Linked DNA regions of Capra hircus: region 1 is linked to region 2. Evidence: chromatin contacts called from public Hi-C data. All regions are on one chromosome and are shown on one strand. Each heading gives the region's core, a stretch centred on a gene start, on an enhancer-like site or on the middle of the called end of the contact. The rest is flanking DNA. Distances are from core to core; before and after follow the strand shown.

Region 1 (5,014 bases), core at 2,355-4,854, 380 kb after region 2:
ATCAGAAAAGTAGTGACTCTTTCCTAACAGGTTAAAAACTAAATATAGATAACCAAAACTGTATTTCATGACTGCAGCCGTGAAAGACGCTTGCTCCTTAGAAGAAAAGCTATGACAAGCCTAGACAGCATATTACAAAGCAGAGGTATTACTTTGCCTACAAAGATCCATATAGTCAAAGCTATGGTTTTTCCAGCAGTCATGTATGGGTATGAGAGTCGGACAATAAAAAAAAGGCTGAGCATCAAAGAATTGATGCCTTCATACTGTGGTGTTGCAGAAGACTCGAGAGTCCCTTGGACTGCAAGGAGATCTAACCACTCAATCCTAAAGGAAGTCAGGCCTGAGTATTCATTGGAAGGACCAATGCTGAGGCTGAAACTAATACTTTGGCCACCTGATGCAAAGAACTAACTCACTGGAAAAGACTCTGATGCTGGGAAAGTTTGAAGGGAGGAGGAGAAGGGGACAATAGAAGATGGGATGGTTGGATGGCATCACCGACTCAATGCCCATGAGTTTGAGCAAGCTCCGGGAGTTGGTGACGGGCGGGGAAGCCTGGTGTGCTGCAGTCCATGGGGTCACAAAGAGTCGGACACGACTGAGCTACTGAACAACGACAAACCAAAACTAGCAGTCTGAATTTAAGTTAATTTAGTATGAAAGATGCCACCCTAAGAAAACACACTGAGAATGAAGCCATAAGTAAGCCACAAACACGCAGCTCCTTGGAGGCAACACAGGGACTCCGCCCACTGTCTGTGACCAGTCCACACACATGGGGAAGCAGGGTCAGGCACTAAAATCTCAGCCAGCAGAGACACGGTGGGAAGCCACAGCTGGCTTTATAACAACAGCACAAGCCTTCCAAAGTCATTCAGAGAGATATCCCCCAACAATTCACTGGCTCTTTCTTCTCAAGTTCAAAGGCTGCCACTGCCAGAACTCTCCCAGCCCGCCTCCTAGATCACATCAAGACCCATCGAGGCTCTTCCATTGACTCCACTGAGTAAACACCTCAACGGGGCGGGGTGGGGTGGAGCGGGGAGAGGGCAGGAGCCAAGCTTTGCTGGTCCCTGGGACTAAGCTCTGGGGGTGAGCACATGTCTTTAGAATTCTGAGTCCACATTCTGACCTCTTGTCTTTCCTTACATGCTGGTTTGAGTGACGTTTGCATTCTCCCCATGACTTTTCCCCAGACTGGTGTCTTACCAGCAATGCTCTAATTCAGGATCCAGTCCTGCATTCTTTCCTGGTTCCTCAACTCTAAAATAAGCCTGCAGAGTCTAGCCACACGATCTGTTCAGCCCTGGGCAGAAAAGGCAGCGGCCAGCTCCCTACAGCAGGAAGAGACAAGCCCTGTCACAGAACACTCACAGGGCCTCCCACCCATGTTAAACAGGAGGGACTATTAAACAGGAAACTTAACTGGAAATAGTCTAACCTAAAATACGCCCACCTTTTAACTAAGGTCAAAGTGTCTGGGCAGAACCATGCTGTGACCTGACGCTACTTCACTGCAGCTGTTTGCCCTTTATTCTGGCACTTTCCCAGGGTGGCTTATTTTTAGCATAACATCTAAAATGCCAACAAATATGCATTTTTTCCTATGCTTATCAATTTAAGAAACAAAAAATCTAAGATTCTGCCCAATTTAAGCTTCAGCCTTAGCCAAGATGTCCCGACATTTTAAGGAGTACTGAATCAGGGGATTGCATTGGTCACATTTATCCAATTCCTTCTTGCCTGCAGGTCAACTTCTTTTGGACAATGAAACTTTTAGGTCCAGACAAATTAATCATGCACCCATCTTGGTCTATCATGATCTAAACTGAGTATGACTGAGCTACAATGTCAGCTTTCAGTAAGTGACACACACCCTAACAGTTCTGAGACTGAAACTCTTCCCTGATCTTCCCTACCTACTTGATATTAGAGTCTATCAGTCTGGAAGGACGTCATCATTGAGCAGTCAAGGAGAAAAGCTCCCAGGGCTCCCAGTTCTTTGACGAAACTTCAGACACATGGTCCTCTGGCCAAGCGTCTGCGATCTCACATTGTTGGAGCGCTTGCTGTACCCCTGGGAGTTGCAGCTTTCTGTAAGCTTGCTTTGGCTGAATCACAAAAGAAGGCATATGCAGAAATTTCTACAGACATTCCATAAAAGACTTTGCAGCAAGGAGGAAGGCTGCTATCTTTCAGAGTGCAATGTGATTCCAGAATGTAAGGAATGTCTCTGGGTTGAGTTCCACGCAAGTTTGTCACTTACCTGTATTCCTTAACTATGAAATTATGTATATCTGGGCTAAGGAACAGTTATTCTTGATAAATAATCAAGCGCTGTGGGGAAAAAATGAAGTCTATACAAAATCCACCAGTTTGGGGAACCCTCCACTTTAGCCACAAACACTCAGAACTCGTCCACACAAGGAGGAGGCGTGAAACAGAGCTGAGCACACAGGCGGTGGGACCCAGCCAGGCTCCCAGCATCTCTCCAGGTTCACAGCGCTTGCTGACCCAGCTGTGCTGCAGAAACCAGTGAGCGGCATGACAGTCACGAACACCTCCCAGCACACAGGCAACAACACGCCCTGGATGCTGTCACCAGTTTCTATTGTACTGTCCCAAAATAAAGACACAATCAAGCTCCAAATTCCGAACAGCTCTAGCTTTATAGAAGAGGAAATAACTTATTCCATGAAAAGAAAATGTATAGTTTTTAAGAAATGTTATGTCTCCCCAAATATTAAAATGAAATGCAATTGGTTATTTCCAAAATATCAGAAGTGACCTCCTAATTAAACATGTTTCTATTTATATATCTAGCTCTAATTACAAATAATTACTACATGATTTTTTCAGGATTATTATGAATTTTAATGACATGGATTGGTCTTTTAACACAGAAATTAACAGTAAGTGACTATCAAAAGGCACCAAGTAAACAGCCTCCATGTTAAATGGTTGTCAAATCCAAATGATCAACTGTTTTCCAACCCATTCAGAATAAATACATTTGAAAATACAGTGTCTTGAGGCATAAGGGCTAGACTGTGGCCACAAACATGGCGCAGGCGCTTCCTGTGGCCTGGTGAGCATCATACCTTCTTCTCCCTCACGCTGTCTGCTTGCACGGACTCCAGGCGGGCTCTGAAGTGCTCACAGTCCATCCTCAGTTGCTCTAACTCCTGCTCCTTCCTCTCCAGGTCTACAAGAGACACAAGAATACTCAGTATTTCAAGTCACTGATCTCTCCTGACCATGCATTTTGCTTCATTTTCTCTTAGGAAAGCCTGATTTCTTAGGTAGGATTTCTCACATAACCAGTGCTGGGATAACCAACATTCTAACGTCCTGCTTTTTAAGTTTCTGTCACCTTTTTGCCCATAGCAGAAAGTACCTTCTTTGTTTTCTGCTTTTTTTTAAGACTTCGTTTCACCACCAGACTTACACTGAAGGTTCTAGGAAAGAGTGTTGTTTAAAGGAGTGCAGGCAGGGCTGGGCAGCCCAACCGTCTCGTGGCACACACTCCTATGTGCTCCATAAAAAGCAGAAGGCAGTTCAGCAAGGAGATGGTGCCAGCCGGGCTGATTCACACACTCGTCTCACCCGCTGGCAGACTGGCTCCACGACAACAGCTGCCGCCGTTGTCAATGGAGCAGTGAGGCAACAGCCACAGAGATGAGAAGAGAAAAGGCCACAGTGAGAGGCGGGGAGGAGGGCACGCTTCCTCGCCACCGTACTCGCCCAGATAATGAGTCACATGGCCAACAAAATTCCCAAAAGACATCCATGTTCATGAATCTGAAATTAACCAGATAATCAAGTTTAAATAAAAAATAGTACGCTACAGAAACACTGACATTCAGAAAACCAAGAAAAAAGGTAACTCAGTCTTCAGTGCCTCCGGTGAACAATCACTGCTCTCTGTTTGCCAGGGCCCAGGGCTGGGGGTGGGGGGCCCGCCTCAGTGGCACACAGCACGCTCATGGCACGCCCACTGACATCTGTGCATAGTCTGGTTAGCAGTAAGAGGCTGCATTTGGGGTTCACCTTTCTTGAATACTGGTTTTAAGTAAAGAAATTTAAATGGCTCATTAGTCTGCTAATTGGTTGCCTATGAAAACAGTCTCTTATTAAAGCGTTTCCCATTTAAAAAACAAAAAAAGCTTTAAGTGGCTTGATCCCAAAGACTAAGATATCACGTTTCAAAGCTAACATATACCAAGACCTGAGTGGACGTGTGCTCAGAGCGACTGGTGTAACTCACTGAAGTAGGAACACTTCGGGACATTGATTCTCAGGCTTTACAGCACATCCGAATCCCCTGGGAGTGGAAATCGCTCAGTTGTGTCTGACTCTTTGCGACCCCATGGACTGTAGCCCACCAGGCTCTTCTGTCCATGGAATTCTCCAAGTAAGAATACTGGAGTAGGTTGCCATTTCCAGTCACAGAGTCATGGGGTCACAGAGTCAGACACGACTGAGCAACTGACACTTTCATTACATTTTCCAGAGATCCTTTGCCAGAGCAGGAGATTAAAACCTAAAGCTAGATATTCAGTTAATGATTGTGAATCCACTGGCAAAGCTTCTCTTAAAATGAGTTCCTTAGAAACGGGTGAAGCAGTATAGGACCCCTTCTTCTCCTTCACATCAGTTCTCTTTTCTGCCCTTTTAGGATGTATCACACCCAGTATGACTTACACTGGAAATCTTTATTTTGTCCCACTAGTCCTGGCCACCCAAGAAACCAACTATACTGATCAAGTGCTATGCTTTGAAAACTACATATCTGCATTTTGTAACAATGTTAAACGAAAACATAGATAATTATGAGTGAAATGTGAACTGCAAATGGTCACAAACCAAAAAAAAAAATTTTTTTAACTAAAATAAAATCATTAATAGCATAAAACTTTTTCTTTGCAGTTAACTTTTAATGTTTTCTTCTATTACTAAACTGTATATTCCTCAAACACGGTAAAGAAGATAGGAAATCACACTCCTACAA
Region 2 (5,234 bases), core at 556-3,055:
GGCCTGGGTCTGTGGGTCTGGCTGCAGCCAGGACAGAGTTGTCACTGAAGGCCGCTGCTCTTGTGTTCACTGTGGTTCCTTCCCAGCCTGGTCACGGGCTGAGCTGTGAGCCCCTAGTCTCCATCCTGAGGTCCTCACGCCAGCATCTCAGAAGGTGACTCTTCTGGAGACATCCTTGTTCACTTGCTCAGTCGTGTCCAACTCTTTGCCACCCTATGGACTGTAGCCCGCCAGGGTCCTCTCCATGGGGATTCTCCAGGCAAGAATACTAGAGTGGGTTGCCATTTCCTCCTCCAGGGGATCTTCCCAACCCAGGGATCGAACCTGGGTCTCTTATGTCCCTTGCATTGGTAGGCAGATTCTTTACCATTAGTGCCACCTGGGGAGCCCGTTTTGGAGACGAGGGTCTTTGAAAGGGTGATGAAGTTAAATGAGGTTGTAAGGGTGACTCCAAACCCCACGGGACCAGTGTCCTTATAAGAAGAGGAGGTTAGAACACAGACACATGTGCAGAAGGACAAGCACCTGGGAACACGGGGAGGAGCTGGCTGGCTACACGCCCAGGAGGGAGGCCCTAGAGGACACAAGCCTTGAGCTCAGGTTTCCAGCCTCCAGGGCCATGAGAAAATGAACTTCTGCTGTTTAGGCCTCCCTGTCTGTGATATTTGTCTGCTCCCTTCTTCAGGCTCATGTCCGTCTACCTGATACAGGCCTGGAGTGCATCACCTGTGTGGGTGCCAGGCCCCCACCTGTCCTGGGGAACCTCTGGCCACATCTCTCCTGGGGGACACCTCTCTCCTTGGCGGGGGGACTCCACAGGCCTGGGCCACCAAACCTGGCCCTCCCCTCTCTAAGACACGTGGCTGTCCCCACGACCGGAACCACCTTCCTGTCGGAATCAACCGGAAGGTGGAATTGGTCAGCATCTCGCAAACCTGCCGGCCTGTGGGACCCAGCAGAGTGCTGCAAAAATACAGATGCCAGGGCCCCAGCCCAGACCCAGTGAACTGGAGCCTGTGGGGCTGGAGTCGGGAGTCTGTGTGCCTGATGACTCCAGTGGTACCTACGACCCGGTGAGTCTGGGGATGTCTCAGGAAGAGTGACCGTGTCCCTGGGCAGGGTGAGTGTGGGGGAAGGCAGTCCTGCGAGGATCCGCCTCCTCCCTCAGGCCTCATTCTACATCTCTGTGGGGAGGGGCACAGCATCTCAACCCGGCAAACACAAGCTTGAATGTGGTTACGAGGTTCTGGAGCAGGAACAATCCTGTTCCCTAGAAGCGTCTCATATTCAACCTGAGTGGTGAGATCATAATTATTGTCATAATGTCATCACTGGAGTCAGCAGAAGCGGCAGCAAGAGCACTGATTGAGCACCTACTGTGTGCCAGGCACCATGCCAACCGCACTGGCAGCTGGCAGCCCCCCAGACAGCCCAGCCACCTGTAATGGGCTCCACTGTTAGGGGGAAACCCAGGCTTGGAGGCTGAGTCCCTTGCCTGGCGTTCCCCATTGGTGAGGGCCTGGCCAGGACCCACCCCATCTGCTTGACCTCAAGGGCAAGACTCTGAACCCCTACTCGATGGGTATTATTATACAGCATCGCCCCTAACCTGTAAGTCAGGGGCTCTGAGGAAGTCAGCCTGGTTGTTCTGCAGGCAACTCATTATGTGACCACAGACAGGTTTATCAAACCCTCTGAGTATCACCAGTTTACGAGGGTGGTAGACAAGATGGTCCTGGGGTGTCTAGTTCCCAGACGACCACTTGCCACTCCAAGTTTTATCACCAGATGGCAGCAGAGGCTTTGCCTTGGCTGCTGAGACCACGCCGGAAGGAAGCAGGGAGCTTGTCACAAAGGTCACCTTCATGGGTCCAGACCGCGGGAAGCAGCCGCAAGACACATCCGCAGAGGCCCTCGCTGTGTGGGCAGGGCTGGCTGTGTAGAGAGCTCTGAGAGACCCCCATCCTGACTCAGGGAGCCAGTGTCCTGCAGAGGACTCCAAAACAGACACAGAAAGCCCCATAGGGATCCAGGGGTATTTCTCAGTAATAAGCAGTTTTTGCCTTATTTATTTATTTTTTTTTGCAAAATCATTTGAAAAAAGTGGAAATCACTGCCTTGGCAGACCAGCACCGTGCTGGGGGTTCCCGCAGCCCTGGCGGGATCTCCTCCCACACAGAATGATGAGGTATGTCAGCCCGCCCCAGCCACCTGTCTCCCTTCCCCCACAGCCGCTGCTGGGAAGACTCACAGAGCAGCTTCTGTCCTGCCATGTCCCAGGAGGGCATGCGGCCCCCATGGGCAGCCTCAGAGCCTGGCACAAGTGGTCAGGTCATGGGCTCAGAGGTCTTTCCAACCAGATGCTGTGTGTGGCTACTGGGGAGCGGGCTGAGACCCAGAGGCTTATGCACACGTGTCAGAGAGACATTTGAAAGTGGAAAAACTGCAATGGGGCCTGGGATCTGAGGGTCGATGCTTGGACCTGCGTCCCCACGGGCAGGCACGTGCTGCAACAGTGAGGGCAGTAGTGGTGCTGGAAGGGGATTCCCACTCAGGCCGCAGGCAGCTGAGTGGTGGCCCGGACACAGGCTGCAGCCCCCACTTGGCCCACGTCAGGGCCAGCTCCCTGGCTGCTGCGGTCACTGGGCAGGGTGCTCTGCTGCGGGTTTCCTCCAAGATCCCCGGCCAAGGGTTGAATTTGCAGGGCCAGGGGAGGCGGGCGACCCCATGCCTATGTGTGCAGGCTGCTGTCAGAAAAACAGAACCAAGTAGAAGATACGCATGTGCACACACACACACACACTGAGCAAGTCACATACACGTGCAGACACACACAGGCACGCAAGCACGTGTGCACACCATACAACACATGGAGCAACAAGTGCACATGTGTGCACACCTGCACATCCATGCACACGGAGAACACACACACACACCCGCAACAACCTCGAGCAGGCTCTATTTTCTGCTTCTCATTGACTTTCCTCTGTGTCTGATTTGTACTTGAACTTGAAGACACAGTCACACAAAGATGTTTCCTGCCAGCTTTGCTACCTCGAGGGGAAACCTCCTGTGCGTGTTGGTCAGCAGAGCCGTCACATCACTTCTAGGGAGATCCAGTGTTCTTTGTGTTGCTGGAAGCCTGATGACTTGCTGTTGTTAGACTAGCGAGAGAGGGTGGGGCGGTGTGCTCAAGGGCACCCCAAGGTCACGGGGAGGACTGTGAGGAGCAGGGTGGCTCCGTCTTTCCTGGGACTGTCAGGTCTCCAGAGCCCAGCTTTTCTGCACAGCCTTCCCCCCTCCCCCAACCAAGAGCCAGAAATCAATACAAAAAAGATCTGGCTCAAAAATGTGGCTTTCCAAGGCGTCTTCAGAGACTTGCTGCAGGTAAGGCTGGGGGATGGGTTTGCAGACTGCTGCGTATGGAGTGGGTGGCGCTCTGGGCACCAGCAAAGGAGACCCATCAGACCTGGGGGCTGAGTGGGAGGTGAGACACCCACGCTCTGTCTGCAGGAACTTGGAGGCCCTGTGCTGGCCCAGGGGCGCTGGCATGATGTGAAAGGGGCAGTTCCTGGAGGCGCTGGAAATCAGTCTCCTCCTGGCGGCTGGTAACAGCGATGTGGGATTCTCCTGTGCTGGTCTATGCTGAGAGCTCACCCCCAGCTCCCTGTGGGGACTCACCAGGGGCTGTTGTAGCTGCTTTCGCTTTTCTCCTGTGAAAAACCGAGCTAAACCAGGGGTTTGAAGATGCGTGGGCTCCGAGGGGGGTGAGTCCCAGCCATCTCCTCCCAAGCCACATCCTGACTGTCTTCACCGCCAGTTCCCTCAGCTGCTGTAGAGTGTGTTTCCTGGGAAGGGCAGCTCGTGTCCCGCTCAGCTGTCCAGGTCTCCCGGGGCTGCCGAAGCAACTGACCGTGAACCAGACAGCTTCAAGCAATGGACATGTGTTTGGCGGCCAGAGTGGTCAGGTCATCCGTCCCGAGGAGGCTCGAGGGGGTTCCTTCCTGCTCTTCCGGCTCCTGGTGCTGCCGGCCTCCCTGGCAGAGGCCGCATCTGCTTCCCGCCCCCGACTCTGCCTCCTCCACGGTCTCGGGGGCCCCCTTCCTGCTGTGTCTCTGCTCTGCTTTTAATGACACTGGTCACTGGATTTGAAGTCCACTCAGGTAATCCAGATTGAACCTGGGTCATGGCAGTGAAAGTCTGGGATCCTGACCACTAGGCCACCAGTGAGTTCCAGAATTACCTTCACTCCAGCTGAAAAGACCGTTTTTCCAAATAAGGTTGCGTTTGCAGGTTCCTGGGTTTAGAACTGAGGCAACACTTTGGGGGCTCCTGTTCCACCCAGGCCAGGACTGACCGCCTGAGTCACAAGCCCTCCCTCGCCTGTTGGGACTCTCCTCTTGATCCTGGAAGGAAGCCTCTGAGGTCAGCAGGACAGATACCATTTTAAAGAAGAGGAAACTGAGGCCTAGAAATGTACAGCCAGAGGGCAGGAGGCCTGGGGCAGGGGGAGCCCAGCACAACCACTGGCCGGGTTAACCCGAGTGAAGGGCAGGCCCCTCAGGCCCCTTTGTGAGTAAATTCTGTGATGTCTTGATTTCATGGTAAATGACAGTGAGTGGTCTGTGAAGAGTTTGATGACCACCCCCCACCCTGCCCCACCCAGGCCAGGCCGCCCATAGCCTCTCACAGCAGCCAGGCTACTGCTTTAAGATCTGGGCTAGGATACATCTGTCTGAGGTTCCTCACCACACCCCCCCCGGGCCCCCAGAGCCCAGCCTGCATCCTAACACTTGGAGGCCTGGGTTCCTGTTTAGTCGTTGCTATGGCAGCCCTCTTTTGCCCACCCATGGATGACCCGAAGACTGGAGTCAATGATTCACCTATTAACAGACTCATGGGGCAGCCGCTGACCTGGGCCAGGCGCTGCCGCCCACAGGGCCCCAAACATTCCTTCCCGGAACCAGGAGATGCTGGCGCCACTCAGGGAACATGGGATCAAGTCCCCGCCCTGCCAGCAAGACGGTCCTGGAGCCGTGCCCAGGGCCATGTGCCTGGGGTGGGGGTGGGCAAGAGCAGGCCAGGGGCCCTGGGGGTGGGGCGGGCCAGGGGGCCTGGGTTCCCACCACCCCGGGGGGCACTCCCAGATGGCTTCCAGAATCACCTCCACCCTGTCTGTCCCCCAGAGAGGAGAGTTGGGCCACGGGTGCGGGGGGGTTCCCCCTGCCCCCTTG

The links. Hi-C and Micro-C count contacts between places; a contact is called where the count stands out from the background.
Region 1: a Hi-C map of blood shows a contact between it and region 2, with 12 times the contacts expected there. The contact joins two enhancer-like sites. A contact is called at or near these places in 2 of 5 Hi-C or Micro-C datasets (both in blood).

Annotation. Positions count from the first base shown.
Region 1 is chr1:143,287,792-143,292,805 of ARS1.2, forward strand. It overlaps HSF2BP (heat shock factor 2-binding protein), which reads right to left. Exons shown (of 9, transcript XM_005675652.2): 4 at 3,105-3,208. Among named protein-coding and RNA genes, the nearest start is that of HSF2BP, 19 kb to the right of the region's middle. Within about 2 kb of position 3,605, at least 3 of the 5 cell types and tissues checked have an H3K27ac peak or open chromatin away from gene starts, as enhancers often do.
Region 2 is chr1:142,909,381-142,914,614 of ARS1.2, forward strand. No RefSeq gene overlaps it. Among named protein-coding and RNA genes, the nearest start is that of CRYAA, 7.0 kb to the left of the region's middle. Within about 2 kb of position 1,806, at least 3 of the 5 cell types and tissues checked have an H3K27ac peak or open chromatin away from gene starts, as enhancers often do.